Regions from separate parts of the Hordeum vulgare genome. Here region 2 is linked to region 1. Evidence: chromatin contacts called from public Hi-C data. All regions are on one chromosome and are shown on one strand. The core of a region is the stretch at or near the end of the contact, and the rest is flanking DNA. Distances in the headings are between cores, read along the strand shown.

Region 1 (3,569 bases), core at 929-3,428:
CATATGGATATAGGGCGGGGCAAACGACGTGAACCGTGTGCCCATGGCATCGACACCCAGCACCAACAAATCCAAATAGTAACAACATTGGTGCCATGGACAGATCAGAAAAAACATTCATCGAAGTTATGTAGAATAGCAGATCATTATATACCAGAAATTTTGCAAAACTGGAAAACGACAGTTATTCCCTTGCCAAGCTACCTAGACCACGCCTTTGTATAAAGTGTCCCTTCCATTAAAGATTATGATTTTCGTTCGCAAGCTTCTGTATGAGCCCCCCCCCCCCAAAAAAAAAAAACTCGGGAATGGAGGTGGTCAAGCAACATGGGACAAGCGATGGGCTTTGCCCTCTTTGTGTTCAAGCAACATTTTCTTTGTCCGCTCCGCTGTGTGCTTCCTTTGGAGGTTTGTCCATGAGGCTTTGTGCCTAAGTGAGAAGCGTCTGACCTGTCTGAGTTTCTAGAAACTTAGGCAACCCTGCCAGTAGAAGGAAGAGCCTCTTCTAGCTAGTGTTTGCAACGATAACTTGGACCCTTTGGACGACATGTAAGAAGATGGTTATCGAGCGAGTCTTCTTGCGACGGGCTACTCACTCTGTTTTTCAAATTTCCGGGCTTTCGGCAGAACCGAGACCCACTCTCTAGGTTGCATTAGGGACTCACTAATTACGTGAGGGCACCGCCTTACTTCACCATGTTCGGTTTTTTGGCCACATGGTGGTTTCTTTTTCCTTTTCATTTAGGGCATGTTTGTGTTGTTGACCCAGGAGACTTATGTCTATTTTCCGTGCACTTGAATTTGTTGTATGGACGTGGGTAGTTTGGTTTATCGTGCTCAAAGAACTGGACATAAGGATTCCCATGAGCTTTAAGTGGGGCGCATTTAAAGGCCATGTGAGCGTCTCCAAGAAAGGAAACAACACAAGTGAGTCTCCCCGCTACTATCATCGACAAACCAAGTACGGATTTCACCCTTCTCTAATTCTGAGCAATCTCATGGTCGTTTGATCGGGAGTCAAAGATTAGGAAGTAAAGTAGTTGGTCGGAACCGCCACCTAGGAGGGGTGGGCTCTACACTTGCGATCGGGTACAGGCTTTGGGACTGTTACAATGTGAGACGTGGAGGTGGGCACGGTCGGGGAGGTGGCGGGGCAGATAGAGTCGGCGCATAGAAAGCAACAACGATCGATGATGCCAACGACCTAGGAACTCAAGGGGACGTAGGGGGCAGAGCTACTAAGATACCGACAACCCGAGGAAGCTTGAAAAGATGTAGCTACTTGATCGTCAAGGACGAAACCACACCGAGAGAGGAGGCCCACAAAACCGTGGACACTGGACGGTGTAGGTTTAGGGTCGTCCGGGTGGAAGCAACGTCGGCAAAGGGATCATTGCAAGGCTTCACGCACCCGCCACACCATCGTTAAGGACGAAGGCAGTCGTCGCTAGGAAAACGGTTGTCAAAGACGAAGAGGCTCGCCTACAAGGAGGCAGGCCCACAAGCATCAACAAGCATGACTCTAGCCTGGCCACAACGGCTACATCCACAACCCCGGCTAGGAGCATAACACCAACAAGATCGGGTTGTGTCATTGGGGAGGAAACTACAAGGGAGCAGCAGCCGCAAAACATATCGACTGTCAAGGGGAGAAGCGGTTAGAGAGGACCTCGAGAGGTCGCACAAAGAGTGGATCTAGGAGAGGGTGTAGCATCGCGGGACAAACATGTAACGTACACACACATCATACCCATATGAACACCTTTAAAAAACTGAGTTATCATATCATCTTAAGATTTATAAACACCGTAGTTGACTCGTCATCAACGAAAAATCTTCTTCCAGTAAATGGGCATCGCCCGAAATCTTAAAATAATTTCAGAAATAATGCAAACACACCAACACAACCTTAATTAGGCCGTCAATCATATTAGCATATGGTACCTGCAGTGCTAGCCTAGCCTAGGCGCGCGTCCACTATGAACGATCAAACCATGCATGTGTGGTGTTTGTGACCAGCAGATTGTTCTGGTTACTGAATAAGTGTACTTGATCTTACGAACAGAATCAGATACCAAAGCGATGACACTCTAGCTAGCTAGCTAGCAGTTATACCAAATGCCTTCCAGCCGTCCTATACCTACCGCCCTCTTTTGCACAACCGTGTCTCGTTCTACACCGCTCCCTTGCCATGCCTGCCATACCTACCGTCTTTTGCGAGTTGCTGTTTCTTTGCCCCTTAACTCATCCGAGAATGGGGGGATCACATCACAGTTTGAGCTCATAGTCATAGGCAAGATGACCCGTGTTCAGGTATCGAACGCTACTACTAGTACTAACTCGGTTAATCAATAGCCTCCGTGCACCGGTGTCGGTGCGAGACACGCATGGTCACGCTCACACACCGACGGCCCTCAAAACGTACCACCAACACTTGCATTTGCACGAAATCGAGCTGTCGGTCGCCGCAAAATGCACCCAGATACTGCGCTTGATAACCTGATGATTGAGTTTTTAGCATCCCTTCCATTTTGACCGCGCATGCATATGGGTTCCTGAACCCTGCACGAGTCACAGAGCGGATCCAGTTGACCTTCTGACTATGGAAAGGTTTGTTTGCTTTGTCCTCTGGTAAACTTGGCTTGGAGCAAACACTATGGCAGGTGGCGCAGCTGTTGGCCATGAGTGGGCATGCAGTGGCCATAGCTGCACGGCACTGCAGCGCACGCGCAGCGCTGCGAGTAGAACAGTCGTCGTGGGTCGCCTTTGGCGGACGGGCTCACATGGCCTGCGCCGTTGCGTGGCACCGAAAGGCGCGCGCAGTTTTTTCTGTTGGGAAACTAAAAAGGACCTGTTTGCCAGAAAAGAAAATCTTGACATGCTGGGACGAGCAAGTGGGGCTTCTGGAAACTAAAGTTTCTCCCTCAAGCTTTCCTTTCCTCGCTCGCCACTCACCGGGATGGTGTCACGATTCACGTCTCGTAGCTGCACATGCTGCCCATCATCTAGCTAGTCGTCCACATCGATCTATCCTCCAAATTGGTGCAATTGAGCACAATGGACGGATTCGCCCAAAAAGTCGATGTTAAGGTAGGACCAGGCTCTGGCCCTCCCAGAGGAACTGTTCAATTAACCCGCGAAAAGAAGAAGACAAAACACTGTTCAATTTTTTAAAGATATATATAGTTCATGTCCATATAAACATATGCACAATTATCCTTATAAATCGTGCTCACACATATTTTTTTTGCGGGGAGTGTTCACACATATTTTATTCTTATGAATACCTACTACAGGCTGATTGTTGATTGTTGAAGAAAACGGTATGCATTATAAACTAAAAATGAAGCAAAACTTGAATTTTTGTGCATATGAATCAGGATATGATGCTCCTTTCAAGCCATGTAGTATCATTGCATACACCACAAGGAAAAAGAAAAAAAACATGTGCACTCATAAAACAAATTCAAATATCCATCCACTATATGATATAGTGGTAGATAGAGGGGAGACGAAACAACATTGTCACCCACGGACATAGGAAGTATTAATCTGTGCCTAACAAAGTG
Region 2 (3,209 bases), core at 132-2,631, 250 kb after region 1:
GTGGCCGAGGTGGGACAAACGGCTTGCACTGGAAAGCTGCGCAGTCGACGGGTGGGCGGGCATAGAAAGCGGCGCACTGCTGCGGCATGCGCTGGGCGGGGCGGTCGGGGAGGCAGTTCCGGCGGTCGCCGTCGGCAGGCACGACGCGCGCGCAGGATGGCGGCTCGCCGGTGAAGAAGTTGTAGGAGAAGGTGAAGTTCTTGAGCCGTGGGAGGTCGCACACGGCCTCCGGCACGGTCCCCGACAGCAGGTTGTGCGCAATGTCGAACTGCTCCACCTTTTGCATCCCGGCCACCTGTGGCGGCAGCGGCCCTGCGAGGGCGTTGAAGCTGACGTCGAACACCGTCACCTCCCGGAGCATCCCGACCTCGGCCGGGAGGCACGAAGTGAGGCCGTTGTTGATGAGGAGGATCTCGTTGAGCGTGTCGGACATGTTGCCGAGGCTGGCCGGGAGGCAGCCGCCGAAGTCGTTGTTGGCGAGGACGATGACGGACACGGGCGAATTGCCGAAGTTGTCGGGGAGCTGGAAGCGGAGGCGGTTGTGGTTGAGGAAGATGGCGTCGAACGGGCGGTCGAATAGCTCCCGCGGAACGCCGCCCTCGAAGTCGTTGAAGCGGAGGTCGAGGAACCTGAGGGACGGCATCTGGAGCACGACGGTGGGGAACGCGCCCACGAAGCGGTTGTTGCTGAGGTCGAGCTCGTGGAGGAGGACGAGCCGGCGGAAGGTGTCGGGCACGAGGCCGCAGAAGCGGTTGGAGTTGAGGTGGAGCAGCGCGAGGTCGCAGAGGAGGCCGAGCTCGGACGGGAGGTAACCCGCGATGTCGCCGTGGTTGAGGTCGACCCCGGCGACGGCGAGCTCGCCCGACGACGGAGCGGGCGCGCAGAAGACGCCGGTGTAGCTGCAGACCCCGGGGCCCACCCAGTCGCCGGTGAGGTTCTTGGGGTCGGAGAAGATGGCCTGCTGCTTCCACGTCTGCAGCGCGACGTACGCGTCCCGCAGCCGCGGGCTAGGGAACCGCCAGGCAGGGTCCACCTCCACAGCCGCCGTCTCCCTGACTCCTTCCGCCCATACGGCACCGCCCCCGCCGCTGCCGGCGAAGGCGAAAAAGCAGAGGAGCAGCACCACCGCGGCCGTCCTCATCTAATCACCTAGATTTCTCGCAGAAGAATCCAGGAAACCAAACGGAGCCGCTCGGTGCGGCGCTAAGATTTGGCAGCAGTTGGGTAGTGGATGGACGGAGGAGGAGCGAGGACGAGGGGGGGGGGGGGGGGGGGGGGTGAGTGGAGGTGGAAGTGGGGAGAGGAAGACAGCTATGCCACAGCTCAGAGGGAGAGCGAGGAGGGGTGGGAGTTTCGCGGGGGACGCGTAGCGGGGGGGAGGGGGCGCGGCGGGGGGAGATTTATGGTGGGGGGAGAGGATTTATGGTAGGCTTGGGGTCCCCCGCATTTGTCTCCGGAATACAGTACTCCTACTACGGTAATTATGGCCCTGATAGCGTGGGTTCAGTGGTTTAGTGGACTCTACGGGACATGGCCAGAGGCGTGCATGATCCAAAGCTAGTACTACTTCTAATCAATCCACAGAGTAGGAATGTAATCGCGTCCATAATAGTAAGAGCAAGTACAATAAGGTAAAGTCAGTAGGTTGTAAGGAATAAAATATTATATTTTTGCTAAGTTGGTTGAGAGAGAAGAGGAGAGAGAAGGGAAGCGGACTTTTCGTGAAGAGCCAGCTCTAGCACGTGCTCCTAGGTACTCTGTGAGAATGAAAGATGGGCCATATATGATAAAAGTAGTATTCTTTTATAGCTAACTATTGTACAAGTTAGCTATAAGATGGGCTATAAGATGTCTTATAGCCAACAGTTGGCCATACTATTAACCATGCTCTAAGAGTGAAAAATCTGGAATTTGGATTGTTGGAGCACGTTCATCCATATGAATGTTGAGGAATTTAGAGCGGGCACCCCAAACCTCCTAAAAAAGACGGTCCTGTAAAAATAAAAATCCACACACACCTAAAACAAGCCTCAAATGCTTGAGCTAACTAGCACCCCTCATGTTTAATTTAGATGTAGAGCGAATACAAAAAGACCGGACGCGACTGCCAAGTCGGACCACATATTCCTAACCCATAACAAATTGCGCCAAATCGTCCTCCCGCTTCCCTTCATCCTTTTCCGCGTCCGAGCCCTTGTTGTCCGCTACCCTTGCTCTCGATCCTCACCGCCGATGTCGATCTGCCGGTTGATATGTTGTCCAGCCCGTCCCTGACTGTCGCGACCGAGGTTGCGTCCGCCCCATTCATCGGCGTCCCGTCGGCTACATCGTGCAAGCCGGAGAACATCGCACGAGACCGGAGGATGCGAAGATAGACGAAAGCCTCTTGAATGAGCAAGCGAGGATGACAACAACGGAACACGCGACAAGGGTGCAGGGGGTATGTGGCCCAGATGTAGGCAGAATAGGACGCAAGGATGATATCGGAGTACGCGGGCATGGATGATATCCAGTGAGTGACCCGCCTAGAGAGCGAGTGATCCCCCGCGAGCGTATAAGGGGCACATTTGCCAAGTCTGGTTGTAGATGCTCTTACATCACACTTCTGTGGCATCTAACATTCTTTTTGTAAAGTATGCACTAGGAACCATAAAGCAAACAAAGAAAATCCCCTTTAATAAGGGCAAGGACCCGAAGGTCTCTATTCCATATAAAAATATTACGGATTTATTAATTCTCATCTAGATGTGAATTAATAGTCTTATATAACTCCTACATTATCTCCTCACAATTCACAAATGACCCTCTAAATCCAACATTGTAGGGGTTATGTCTCATCTAGATGAAAGCTAGACACACCTACAACTCTGAATAGATGATGAGTGTTATTTTTAGACTCCTCTAACCAAAACCTCATCGTCCTCTAACCAATATCGTTGTTGGCGAGGACGATGAAATATTTTGATTAAAACCGAGATATTTGCTTCGATGTTGTCACTAATGACTACTAAATACTAAGGATTCTAAAGCTCCTATCTTTATTTTGTTTCCATGGGAAATGGTCTATTTATGAACGAAATCAAGCGGATACATGGAAAGGAGTAAAGTGGAAGACAGAGAAGATCAGTTGGAGGCGTACAAGAGGAAACAGAGCAAAAGTCGGTGTTCCATACGACCGTGCCCGCTCATATGGGCGATCATATGGACAA

The links. Hi-C and Micro-C count contacts between places; a contact is called where the count stands out from the background.
Region 2: a Hi-C map of seedling shows a contact between it and region 1, with 3 times the contacts expected there. The contact joins the promoter of LOC123427000 here to the enhancer-like site in region 1. A contact is called at or near these places in 2 of 6 Hi-C or Micro-C datasets (leaf and seedling) and 1 of 1 datasets of contacts at active chromatin or transcription factors (embryo).

The regions. Positions count from the first base shown.
Region 1 is chr1H:129,341,468-129,345,036 of MorexV3_pseudomolecules_assembly, forward strand. No RefSeq gene overlaps it. Among protein-coding and RNA genes, the nearest start is that of LOC123427000, 250 kb to the right of the region's middle. Within about 2 kb of position 2,179, at least 3 of the 3 cell types and tissues checked have open chromatin away from gene starts, as enhancers often do. A contact at or near this core is called in leaf and seedling, where this site is marked.
Region 2 is chr1H:129,595,095-129,598,303 of MorexV3_pseudomolecules_assembly, forward strand. It overlaps LOC123427000 (leucine-rich repeat extensin-like protein 4), which reads right to left and starts at 1,382. Exons shown (of 1, transcript XM_045110930.1): 1 at 1-1,382. The coding sequence starts at 1,141.